Regions from separate parts of the Siniperca chuatsi genome. Here region 2 is linked to region 1. The links are chromatin contacts, called in public Hi-C maps. All regions are on one chromosome and are shown on one strand. The core of a region is the stretch at or near the end of the contact, and the rest is flanking DNA. Distances in the headings are between cores, read along the strand shown. Region 1 holds the start of pitrm1 (presequence protease, mitochondrial). Region 2 holds the start of LOC122886333 (gap junction delta-4 protein-like).

What was found. Hi-C and Micro-C count contacts between places; a contact is called where the count stands out from the background.
Region 2: a contact with region 1 is called in a Hi-C map of skeletal muscle, with 2.7 times the contacts expected there. The contact joins the promoter of LOC122886333 here to the promoter of pitrm1 in region 1. A contact is called at or near these places in 2 of 3 Hi-C or Micro-C datasets (skeletal muscle and an unstated tissue).

The regions. Positions count from the first base shown.
Region 1 is chrLG13:4,552,225-4,558,483 of ASM2008510v1, reverse strand. pitrm1 (presequence protease, mitochondrial) reads left to right here and starts at 3,039. Exons shown (of 27, transcript XM_044219068.1): 1 at 3,039-3,272; 2 at 4,203-4,308; 3 at 4,699-4,805; 4 at 5,035-5,186; 5 at 5,672-5,786; 6 at 5,945-6,041. The coding sequence starts at 3,220.
Region 2 is chrLG13:4,928,233-4,934,838 of ASM2008510v1, reverse strand. It overlaps LOC122886333 (gap junction delta-4 protein-like), which reads left to right and starts at 3,047. Exons shown (of 2, transcript XM_044218355.1): 1 at 3,047-3,505; 2 at 4,127-6,216. The coding sequence starts at 3,448. The coding sequence ends at 5,268. It overlaps LOC122886334 (cyclin-Y-like), which reads left to right. Exons shown (of 10, transcript XM_044218357.1): 10 at 787-2,917. The coding sequence ends at 903.

The DNA.
Region 1 (6,259 bases), core at 1,790-4,289:
TTGTGTGCCGCATTGTCGCACAAAAAACAGCCTTGTTTATAGCTTGACCACCATGTATTTATTACTTTATTCAAATAACGGCTTTAGGAGCAGAGGGGTGTAGAGTTGGTTCCACCCTATAGAGGCGGTGTAATCCATCAGTTGACCTTAAAGTCACCATGAAAAGAAAAATGACTTTTTCAAGTTGTTTGCTTGTTTTTTTTTTACACTATAGTATAATCCTATGTAACAATAAGTGCCAAATGTGTGCGTATGCGTGTTTTTATCTTAAAAAAAAAACAACAAGAAAATAAATTCACCTCTTCCTGGAAAATAGCAGTGAGCTCATGCTTTACCAAATGTGTGGAAATAAAACTCCCAGCAAATAAAACCGTTTTTATTTCTTTGAAATCACATAAGGTTATACTTTTGATTGATCATCATTATGTCCTGCCTCAATATCCTGCTTCAACAGGAGCACATCAAGGCAAGATGCATGCTGCCAAAATACCTTTTCAGCTCCTCTAGATTGAAGATATGTGGTTTGCAAATGAAAATAGCTTCATGTGAAATTACGAAAAGAAAATAGAAAACTACTTACAAGCAGCAATGCTATGAAATCACTGAAACCCACTGTTTCAAAAATCTTTGATACAAGTTCATTTACACTGAAATGATGTCGCTTCATGGCCACATTTTGCTTTCATGTAATCAAATGAATATTTTTGCAGCGTGTCTGTTTCACCCTGCTTTGTGTGATCAAGGTTTTCGCTGATAATGAACATGCAGTGGCAGACTGGAACTGGAACGTCCTGTTGGAGGACACTCCCGCTCTGTCAAAAACCCTCCTGCCTCCTCACCAAGGCCTCCTATTCATGCTGCTGGAAAATCTCCCACATGTTGTCAGTGGGAACACAAGGGATGACCGTGGGTGCCTCAAAAGATATTCGAAAAAAGAAAGAAGAAAAGGCAGTCTGTTGCTGTCAATACAAGCAGAGAGATTTTTTTTGCAGGAATTAAATAAGTTTTGCGTGGTGCTTGAGAGTCCCTACTATAATGAGAACGAACTGCACTGTTTGCATTCCAATCCCATAGGATCTCATTGTGAGGTCTGTGGTAGGTTTATAGCGACTATATCATACCTTTGTAACTTTTCTATGATATTCTCTTTGCTGTTTTATTTACACAGTGTTTCTCATATACGTGCTATTGTTACTTAAACAGCCTACGAAGGATGGAAGGCCAACAGGCTGAAGCTGCATCTCCTTATCTGCAGAGCATTCACCTTAGCATCATCTTGAATTAATTCCTTCTACTTGCTTCACAGAGACCAGTGACCTATTTTGGATATTGAAGGAAATGGCTGCATTTCTTTTGGCAGGCCTTTTGAAAGAGCCTTGTCAACCTCCTGTGACATAAAGAAACACAGACCGCAAAGGAGGTGGCCCCTGAAAAAGGACACAGTTCATATACATAAACTATAAGAAGCATCTTCTGATTTCAGATGATTGCTTTGATTCCATAGTAATTTTACACCCTGCCGGACTCAGCAGTAGAACCATCCTTACAAAACACGTTATGCAGCTGAGCTTTGTTCAAACTCTGTGCATGTTATTTTAAATCCTTGTTGTTGATACCCCAAAGTTTCCAATAACAGCAAAAATCTCAGGCTGCAATGTAAGGAAACACAGGATCTCCAGGGTCCCCCCTAAAAACGTATTTACTGCGTAGCAATCGGTTTGTGGTACTTTGATTACTTCTAACCAATAACAACAATATCAACTGTCATGATAAAGGCCTAAAGGTGTGTCCTACTTTATTGCCTGTCTATTTTGAAGAGGTCCCTGTGTCAAGATTTAGTTTTAAGACCTACATTATTTCAGGTGCATATTTCGAAATGAATGTGTGTTTAATCATATTACTGCACATAAACCTGGAGTGGGGGTAGTATTCTATCACAGGAATACTGTTCATTTTTGTCCCAGGGCCCTCAGATTAATCCGCCCATGGCCGTGTAGTGTATGTATTAAATAAGAAGATAAAAATTTTATGTGTCTTATGTACGTTGGTGAAATTGTCTTTCATGGGTTTTGTAACTTTGCAGCCACTCAAATGATTAATGCTCTTCATTAATTTAAGGGAAATGAAAATGAAGGAAAAGAATATGAAACAGGTTGAAGAAAGATTTCTAAGCCTTCAGACAGCCCAGATTAATGTGCAAAAGATCTTAGTGTGTCAATGATAGAAAGGTATTTTGGCACACCAATTAGTTGTTGCAGACAAAATTAAAAATGAATTATAAATAAGTCACCGAGCCGTCACAATAAAAGTAAAAACCAATAATTAGATAAATAAAGTTGACCAACTAATATCAACTAAAATCTCTTTCTTTATTCATTTTTCAAGCTTTACCCTACAGTTAATGAAATTGGCATGGCAAATATAAAAGTTGCTTAGCAACACTGAAGTACAGTCTTAAGAAGTCTGTATATGTATGTAAATGTGGTGGAATATAAGTTTGAAATAAATGTGGGGGGCTGCATACACTTTTTTTTCACAATAAAGGTGCTCAGCTGCACTTTAATAATATGTGTTTCCAACTTTTCTCCTACTTTGGGACGCCAGAGGGGAACACCACGCTGTCACTACTTGGTTTAACATGATCTTACAGCGACATCTGCTGGAAGACAGATTGAATTACATTTAAAGGGAAACAATGGAAGACGATATCCAGAGATAGTTTTAAATGAATGAACATTACATTTGCAGCTGCAACAAAGTTAAAGTCTGATATTAGCGTAAGCTAGTGTTGAATTTGTGTTACAATACTGCTGCCCTTCAAAAAACTCCCCCGTACCAGTCATGGTTTGGTAAAGTTAGTGTATGCTCTTCTTTCCAGCTCGACCAACCAAAAACACGCATGTTTCCAGGTGGAAGTTCAGCTCGCGGGTGTCAAAACATTGCTCAGCGCGTGAGTAGAGTTTCAATGCTGACGGATAGGTATAACTGAGCAGAAAATGGCTCTCAGATCTGTGATCTGCGCAGGTGTGACGGCCATTTTCATGTGTGCAACCGAGCCAACGTGTCATGCGTACTACACACGGCGGTGAGAGGACACGGACCCAACATGCACGACCGAAATCATGTGGAGTTATTGATAGCGTTTGACTAGAACTGTGATTTTACAGGAGAACATATTGGGAGTAGACACACTTGAATAATTTAGCAACTGTCAAAACCATGTTTCGGCAAACGAAGGCGCTGTTCCAGAAACTTCGATACCAAACGTTAAGGTAAGCTAGCTAATGGTGCAGCACGCCGGGCGTATTGGTAATCAATTAAATGCCGTTGTGTGAGCTGTGGACTCGGTGGTGTCACGGACTGTGAAGATACGATTAGGTATTGTGATACCGTAGATGAAAGGGTGCTTTGATTTTGTCTAAATGTGACTCAGCAGTTAAACTGATGAAACAGCTGATGCAACCAAAAAAAAAAAAGAGGAGGACGCATCCTTTTGGAGTTATCTAACTTTATTGTTTGTAGTTTTATATTGGCAAGTCTTTTTAATAGAAGGCTGTGGGCAATAGCTATTGTTTGGGGTAAAGGAAAAGATAGCTGCAAGTTCGTTAAGTCTTGATAGTAGCCTCATACTAGCCTACACCATATTATGTTACTTCATTCAATGGCCTGTTGAAATGTAAAAGTGTTTAATAATGTAATGATATTTGCATATGGTCTCACACCTAAACCCACCAATTAGACGTATTTGCCTAGCATGTGTAACTGCAAAAAGAAATGCATGTACACTCTGGAAAGTCATCAGCTGCAATGAAAGATGAAACAAATACCCACACAAGGCTTGTTCATTACTACTTCTTTTTGTCCTCACAGTGGTTATGTTTCACCTTTTTAAACCTAAGGTCCTTATTGAAGTTGTGTGGCTGCAGTTTGTTTCAGAAGGATACATTTTGGAATAGAGCAAATGTCTAATTAAAGTCTCAGCATCATTATTAACTAATGGACCAAGCAAGGCTGATCATTTTCATTTATAATCTATACTTACGTTGCTGGACAATTGTTTCTGATCGAACCAGCTGCGCCATACTATGGGAATGTGTCAGCCAGTATACAAGATACTCAACGCTTTAAAATATTGAGATATAAAATGTGTATTTGTTTGTGCAAAGATTGCTGACTTGTTCTTTGTACAAACCCCCCTCCAGGTTCAATGGACAGCCGCATACATGGAAGCTGAAGAGCACTTCAGCAAGAGAGAGGGCAGTTCAGTACCAACCAGGACAGAAGATCCATGGCTTTACTGTCAGAGAGGTATTTCATTTCATGTTGTATCTTTGTTACTGTAGCTGACATTGGTACATTATAACAGTCAGCTAACTTAAAGAAAATATGATAAGACATGTATTTAGAACTCTGTCAAATTTGGTAAATCAGTAGCATAATTTATGGATTATAAATGTATGAACACTGGTTCTAAATGCATGCATGGAACAATGCTCTACAAGTAAACACAAGTTTCTGATTGAATTTTAGAAGAATTTTGATTTATGGTCGAATGTTTCATGATTTCATTGACCTTCTTGTAACACCATTGATACAGGATTTCATTCAGTGGCTGAGACGAGACCTGGACTCTTATTAAAAGTGTCTACTGTTATCAAGCAAATGGTCATTTCAGCTGCTAATTCTGTTTTTTCCCAGGTTGTAGCGGTCCCTGACTTGTTTCTCACAGCAGTGAAGTTGAGCCATGATAAAACTGGAGCTCAGTACCTCCATGCAGCCAGAGATGATTCCAATAACCTCTTCAGGTTGGTCGAAATGTGTTTCAGGAGGACTGGACTACCTATTTATATTCATGTTTGACAACAGATTTGAACTTTCCCTCTGAAATCACACTTTGCCCCAGCATGACTTTGAAATGTGTTTGTTGTATAACAGCAGCACCTTTTTTTTTTTTTTCTCCAGCCAAGTCACAGCACGTTCTTGTACAATAAAGCAAAATATCGGATGCCTCTTATACTTGTTCCTGTATTTCAGTGTCCAGTTCAGAACGACCCCCATGGACAGCACGGGGGTCCCACACATCCTGGAGCACACGGTGCTGTGTGGATCTGAGAAGTATCCCTGCCGAGACCCTTTCTTCAAGATGCTTAACAGGTCCCTGTCCACCTTCATGAACGCTTTCACAGGTACAGAACAACAACTTGGACCAAAGTACCAAGTGACATCTGAGTCTGTGAGCAAAAAGTTGGGGAAAAGTGGGTTTATGAATTATGAATTTCCTGAATAGAAATGAATCAGTCTTACCTTGACTAAGGATCTAGTCAGTTGTAGTTTCACAGGTTTAGCGCATGTACATGGAAATAATTTAGGGCTTTTAGTTTAGTTTTAATGTCGTCGTTTGTCCAACATTATTGTAATGCCCTTGCTCTGCTTGACAATCCCAGCAGTAAAGATTGTTTAGTGTTTACATGTCAGAATATATGAATTCACATATTTATATTCCAGCTAGTGTAATTGGACTTCTACAGTTGATTATAGTGGTTACAGTACTTACTCAAGAATACTTGATTAATTAAATAAAAAGCTACTGTCAGCTTCAAACGAAAAGAAAAGGACTTCCAAATGATGGCTGGTTACTGATGAGCTTTTTGCCTGGTTTGTTTGTGAACAGCCAGTGACTACACCATGTATCCATTCTCAACCCAAAATGGTAAGGACTTCCAGAATCTGCTGTCGGTCTATCTGGATGCAGTTTTCTTCCCATGTTTACGAGAGCAGGATTTCTGGTAAGTTTTGACTATTGCTGCACACTTTTTATTTATATAAATTCACTGTGTTGTCCAGTTGTATGCTAAAACAGTAGAATTTGCAAATATCACTTGGCAGGTCTGTAGCAGTGAAATCAGCATTACCTAGGTTGATTCTGTATGTCTTGATTTTCCAGGCAGGAGGGCTGGAGGCTGGAGAATGAAAACCCCACAGATCCCAACTCCCCTCTGGTTTTTAAAGGAGTGGTGTTCAATGAAATGAAGGGGGCTTTTGTAAGTCAACACTTTCTCAGTCAAGATTTCATATGCATAGCAATGATCTGTTCTATACAGTGCTTGTAAGGTCAACATATTGTTCTTTTAGAAACTTATAATAATACACTGATGTAATATAAAACTATAACACATGTTTGCCTGGTGCAGTTGCACTTTTCTTGGACAAGTTTAAAAAGTGTCCTGCAATAAAGAAAAAACTAAACGAGGCTACAGCA
Region 2 (6,606 bases), core at 1,798-4,297, 380 kb before region 1:
CAGCTGTCCATTCACACAGCCTTTTCTCTCTCTTTATGTCTTTATGTTGCTTTTCCTTTCCTTTTCCTCTTATTCAGTTAATTGCCAATAAAATTTAAAACCAGTATGTGTATGCTGCACCCCCAGTGGTAGTATCAAATAAGACACTAGTAGAAAGCAATGCATGCTGCTCTTTCTTACTACAGAACTTTAAGCATTATTTTTTAATTGATACAATATGGTTACAGTCTAAAGCAGAACAAATAACCACAGAACACTGAGCAGATCATTGCTACTTTGGAGACAGGCATGCTGTGCTTGTACGGTTTTCAGTCTCCCTTTGCAACATCAATCTCACCATCACAGATGTGCAAGAGTAAACTGCAAAGAAAACATGATAACTCTGTGTTGCTGTTTCGTTAGGTGCGAAAATTTCATCTGAAATGTTTTTTAATGGTTTAGCAATCTTTGCCGATCTTCAGATGTGATGTAAATGCAAAAAAAAAAATGCAAATGCAAATGACTCAGTGCCTGATTTAGTTCTTGAATTTCCGTTCTGTGGTGCTTTCCTTTCTGAAACTATTAGTCAAAAAGGGGCTAAATGTTTCTACCAACACAAATATGTGCCGCCAAAATCATTTTAAAGATATTTATATATCTTTAAAAGGGCTCAGTGGTGTCAGGGGAAAACATTTCTTTAAAGAGTGTGACTTCTTTCAATAATTACGCATCATAGAAAAATACTGTGGATACTGAAAATAGAATTTCAGTTCCTTCATGAAAACCCTTTCCATGTCCTCTCTTCAGGCTATTTCCAGGCTATGTGATGACAAGTACAAGGACGTACGGAGAGCTGCAAGGAAGCGCTCGGCCAGCATGGACAATCTGTGTGGGATCAGATGGGTTCCTGCAATCCTCTCCTAACCACTATTAATCTGCCATGTACTGAACACTGGCATCAGGCTGCAGACACTGGCTGGATGAGAAAACTCTAAAAACACACATTAGTGGAAACAGACCAGCATGGTCCAAAAACTTCAGTTTGGATACCCAGATAATACCAACACATGGAACAGAGAGTGAAACCTGAAATCAACATCTGGACCTCACACCTTCAAACTGGAGGGAAGAAAGTGAAGCCACGTCCGTAGTTTCTGGAGGTGAGGTGAATGCCAGGGGGGTTTCTAACTTAACCTAATGCCTTCACAGTGCCTCAACTATTCTGTTCATGAAAGAGAGAAGGGAGTTCCAGGTTGTTATATCATCTGTGGAGAAAAATCTAGCTTTGGACGAACCCAAAAAGTCCTGGACAAGACAACCGTGAAGACTTCTTAGGACACGGCATTGTGAAGTTGTCTTAATGTCGGCACTCTGTTCAGTTTTCCGGTTTTGTCCAGACTACTCTGTGTATGGCTAAATTGAAAGATTTGACATAACCTGCCTTTGAGATGGCCCTGCAACTTCACAATGAAGCATATTATTTATTTTACTTGATTATGTGAACTTATGTGAATAGTTGCAGCTGTCTGAACCCATAGCACCTGCAGAGTTTCAAAAACAGTAGCGTAGCACTGGAATTTCTACCGGTTATTTATTTCCTTTGACAGGTCTTAGAATAATAAAAGTGTCAGCAAATTTTCTCCTTTGGAAATCTTTATATTCAAGGTTTACAGTATTTCTAGCGTACCTCTCAATACTCAGGTAGTCCATTTCATCTTTTGATTTATTGTGATCCTCCTCATTTGCTTATCCCATTAATTATGACAAGTGACAAACAAATTGCAGATGGAAGGAGCTAGAATTTATAAACAATTGTGACAACATTCCCACAGATATCACGGATACATTCCTGTTTTGGGGACATAATAATGGGCATAATCAAACAATTACTACCACATTTCTTTAGACTGTATAACATGCAATATAGACCAGAGCATGTTTTCTCGAGGTTCTGATTCAGTATTCATCAGATTTTGGTTACATCTCAACGTGACTTGGTCAAGATGTGTTTGCAGTTTAATTTTTAGAAGCCCCATTGAAGCTTTGAGTAGAGTAAGCAGACCTCTCTGCTGACATCTACTGGACATTTGAGCATAGCAGAAAACTCATTTCAGGTTGTGGTGATTCAATGGGTCAGTATATTTAGCACCAAAATATACTGTTACTGTAAAACACAAACTTCAGCCTCAAACCAAAACAATAATCACAGCCAACAGTTGGGTGTACTGGTCTGACAAGGAGGCCACACAGCACTGCTTTGTTTTTATTTATTCAGTATTATAGAGCTACATAACAATACATTACATCTACAGTACATTTGGAAAATCATAAATAAAAAAGCTGTAACCCCAATTGTCACAAGTATGATTTTCCAGTGATCTGCTATCTCTTTTGTGTCACCAACAACACCAATGTGTCCTGTTGATCTGTCCTTAAGAAAAGGTGTCCATGGAAAAAAGCCATGGTGTGTGTCCCAAAATTCAGAATGGTCCAGATTATTAAAAGAATAGTAATAAGCCACTAAGGGTGTGTTCATTCACCACAAAGGTATACTTTCATTGCCTTTGAAACCCACATTCATTATGTTTTTTCAAATAATTTCAGCACACTTGTAACTTTTCAATATGACGCTAATTTTATGAAGATAAACGCTGACTGTTGAGCCAAGTCTTTAGAAGTGTTGAAACTGCTGACAAATACATTCTTTTGTATTTCCATTATACATTTGATTTCAGTCTAATTGCTACTGGCAAATAACTGATCAGGTTTTCACGTGTTTTTCTCATTTGTCTGAAAACTAAATCACTAAAATATAATTATTTTCCAAATTAACTTTGTACAATGTATAAAGTAAAAAAAAAACAGACAGGTTAATTGTGAATTATTTAAGGATGTGTTGATTTATGTTTTTAATAAAAGAAAATGCTCTTGTCTATAATAATGCTGTGTTTTTAAGTGATTTGCAGATTTTCTACATTTTTCACAGTGACAAGAGGATTTTGTTTCACAGCACTGGCATTCAAATTCAGATGCCATTGATGCCAGTGTCTACTAAAATATTAATCATCAATTGTCTTGTGATATGATTATTGCCTTAATGTGACTTAGAGATTGACTCAATTCCAAGTTTATGATTGTCTATTACAAGCTCTCCTACATATGATTGTCAGCTGCCGGTAACGTTAACTGGTACGTCGACATCCCAACAATGCTTTGATGGCAGCCTGGTAAGAATAGCTCTCCCCACAGGTCCTGGCCTCCGCAGACGAGAGTGTGAAGCAGTAAGAAAACAATAGAGGTGACTGTATTTAGTGGCAAGCTGTGAGGGTCAGCACTGTGGTCGTGGAACAGTGTTGAAGGGGACAGCAGCTCAGGAACTTCCCCCTGATTTGGATCTGTCAGTTTTAAAGAAGCTTTTCTTCAGAGGTTTGTTTTCTACGGGATCAGGGTTAGTGCTGAACAACGAGGATGATGAGCGCAACAGATCTACTCTTCATCACTATCAGTCACAATGTCTCCTTTATGGGTACGTTTTTCTTTTGCAGTAACAATATTGCCTATTAGCAATTAAGCTGTGTTAGTATGTCAGTATTTATTTTGTATATGATGGCAATTACACATCTGTTAAGCCAAATAAACAGTAAATGTGAAGTGCTGTGAACTTATTAAACAAATCAGTAAAAAAAAGTTCTATTCTTAATCCAAGTAGTGATTAAGGTCGATGCATTAAAGAGCGCATTAAGAACAATGTATTTTGACTGCAGGTAGGATTTCTGTCCTTGATCTGATTTTCTTCTTTAGTTATATACTTCCTACATCGTAGTATAGTGAATTTCGTCTCTCTCCTCCCTCTCTGTCTCGAATTTTGTGTTTTTGCCTTTGTAATTTTAGAATGATCTTGATGTTTTATGTCTGTAATAGATTTTATTTTGATGTGTTTGTAAATAATCATTCTTTATGTACATCTTGTTTGCTTTTATGCTGTTTCATCATTAACATTATGTCATGTTTGATACATTTGATTATTTTATTTAAATCCTATTTTTTTCCTTGATATAACCTATAATTACCCAACTGGGATCATTTAAGTTTAATCTTAATTTAATCTAGCAGTCATTATTACTTGATGATCTCTTTTCCATTACAGGCAAAACCTGGTGGATGTTGATGCTGGTTTTACGTCTGCTAGTCCTCCTGCTGGCTGGCTTCACCCTATTTAGTGACGAGCAGGAAAGATTTATCTGCAACACCATCCAGCCAGGCTGCTCTAATGTGTGTTTTGACGTATTTGCTCCTGTATCTGTCTTCCGTCTCTGGCTCTTCCACCTTATTCTTCTCTGTCTTCCCCATGTGCTGTTTGCAACCTACGTCATGCATAAAGTCTTGTCACATCCCTCTTCTGGAGGTTTCTACAGCTACAGGAGTCGAGGAGGGTCACCTTTCACCCTTGAGAACTCGAGCTCCTCAAGAGAACTGTCCTTGCATAAAGCTCCACTTCATGAACTCCCACGTGAATGGCAAGTGCCACGCTTCTACTGCGCTTACTTCCTGGTGGTAGTTCTACGGATCCTTATAGAAGTGGTTTTTGGTGCAGGCCAGTTTTTTCTCTTTGGTTTGTCCATCTCTAAGAGCTTCCTCTGTTACGAAGCTCCCTGCACATCTGGGGTGGAATGCTACATCTCCAGACCAACTGAGAAGACCTTAATGCTCAACTTCATGCTGGGTGTTGTCTCCTTGTCCATTCTGCTGAGTTTGGTAGACCTGGTGAGCTCCATGAAGGCGATGGTGAGATGGAGGAGGAAAAGGGAGATTTTTATGGAGGAGATGAGTAAAGGAGAGCAAAGCAGTATGTTTACAACGACAACTATGACTGAAGACGGCGATGTTCTTTTAACCAGAAAAATCAGCCTGAGTGGAAGCTCAAAGAATGGTCTCAAAGATGAAAAACATGCTGCTGCTGTTGTGCCAAATGGTGAACCTCTTCATACAAAGATGAATGGTGGAACCATAATTAAAACTGTCAAATCCACTAATGATAAGAGGCCAGAAAGCAAAGATGCTAAGGCGGAGATGTCTCGGTCACCCACTGCCATGAGCACGCCAGTAACAACTCACTTTGTCACTTTGAAACCTCCACTGTGCCCTTGCCCTGACAGGGGACCGCCACCAAACCCTAGGCTGCCAACACCCATGGCTGTCAAAAAGCTAGGCCAGTACACTCCAGCTGGGGCAAACTCAGGCCAACAGTCTGATAGCAGTGAATCTCAAGACAAGAGGGCATGGGTGTAATTGACTGGGTGGCCATTTATTACTGTCATTGGACAAAAAGGGCCCAGATATTTAGCTTTAACTATTATTTTAAGCATGAATTCATAAAAAGAGTTGTTGTATTATAAAGGAAGATTTGCTAGAAAATGCTGCACTAATGAATTTTTTTATTAACAATGAATAAAATGACTATGTATGATGTGAAAAGTGTTGCTAATAGTGACAAACCCACATGTATATAGCCTTTTAGAAACTTTTAGCTCATTGTTTTAGTTTTACAAAATTCTGCTCTCATCAATCCAGCTGTTTTCAGAAACTAAGCTCTCATAAACCCACTGTACCCGCTGGCTGCTACCAGCCCAGCACCAAATGGCAGACAGACAAAATCAGCAACATCTAAGCTAGCAAGCTAATAGCTTTAGCAAGCTAAGCAACATAGTATGCTAGCAAGCCAAATATCTGGCATTAGCAAGCTAAAGAGACAGATTTTTTTCTCAGGAGTTAGTGGAGACCAAAACAGACCTAAGAGGAGAGTGAATATTGGACTACATTCATCCGGTGGCTAGAAAAACGACAAATGAATGATAAAGTTGCACCATGTCTGCTAGATAGACAATGGTTTGCTATTCGCCATAGCAACTTATGAGAGGATTGTAAGTCAAATTAAGTATTTTCAGCGTGTTCCACTGTCCCAAAGTGGCCAAAAAGTAAATTAGTGTAGCTTTGAAAAAATGTAGTTTAGTTTATCACAATGTTGTAATTTTGAAATGATGCAAACAGCTCAAGGGCTCACAGGACATGAAAGTAACTGAACATGAAAGTGACAATGCAAAATGTTCACCCATACAGTAAAAGACAGTCCTAAACTTTACACGCGTTCAACAACGGATCAAAAATCATTTAACTTGTCTCAATCTTCACTTTTTTTTGGGGATGCTTGTTTTCAAGTGACAAAACTGACTGTGCTTACTGAATGCAATTTTTTTGTAATAATAAATTGACTGAATTGGTCAGATATATATTGTTCAGTAAAATGCAACTGATTCACATTGTTTTAATTTTGTACCATCCAAGGCATGTTTGTCTAACACCTTGCGCTGTTTCTGTATGAGGAAATGAAGCACACAGGCTGACCTTGATGAAGCAGTAGTTGCAGCGCTCAGCTGTTGTCTGGATGACTGAGTGCTGGCAGCCATAACAGACACACTGACCTGACCTCTGACCTCTCACATGACCGCTCGACGACCCAGCCATGACCTGACTTAAGCCAAGCCTGCTCGGATGACAACTTTAACTCAGAATGCAAGCAAAGTCCCTACCATTTGACCATTTGGTATGATACAGAAAGTGATTTATGAC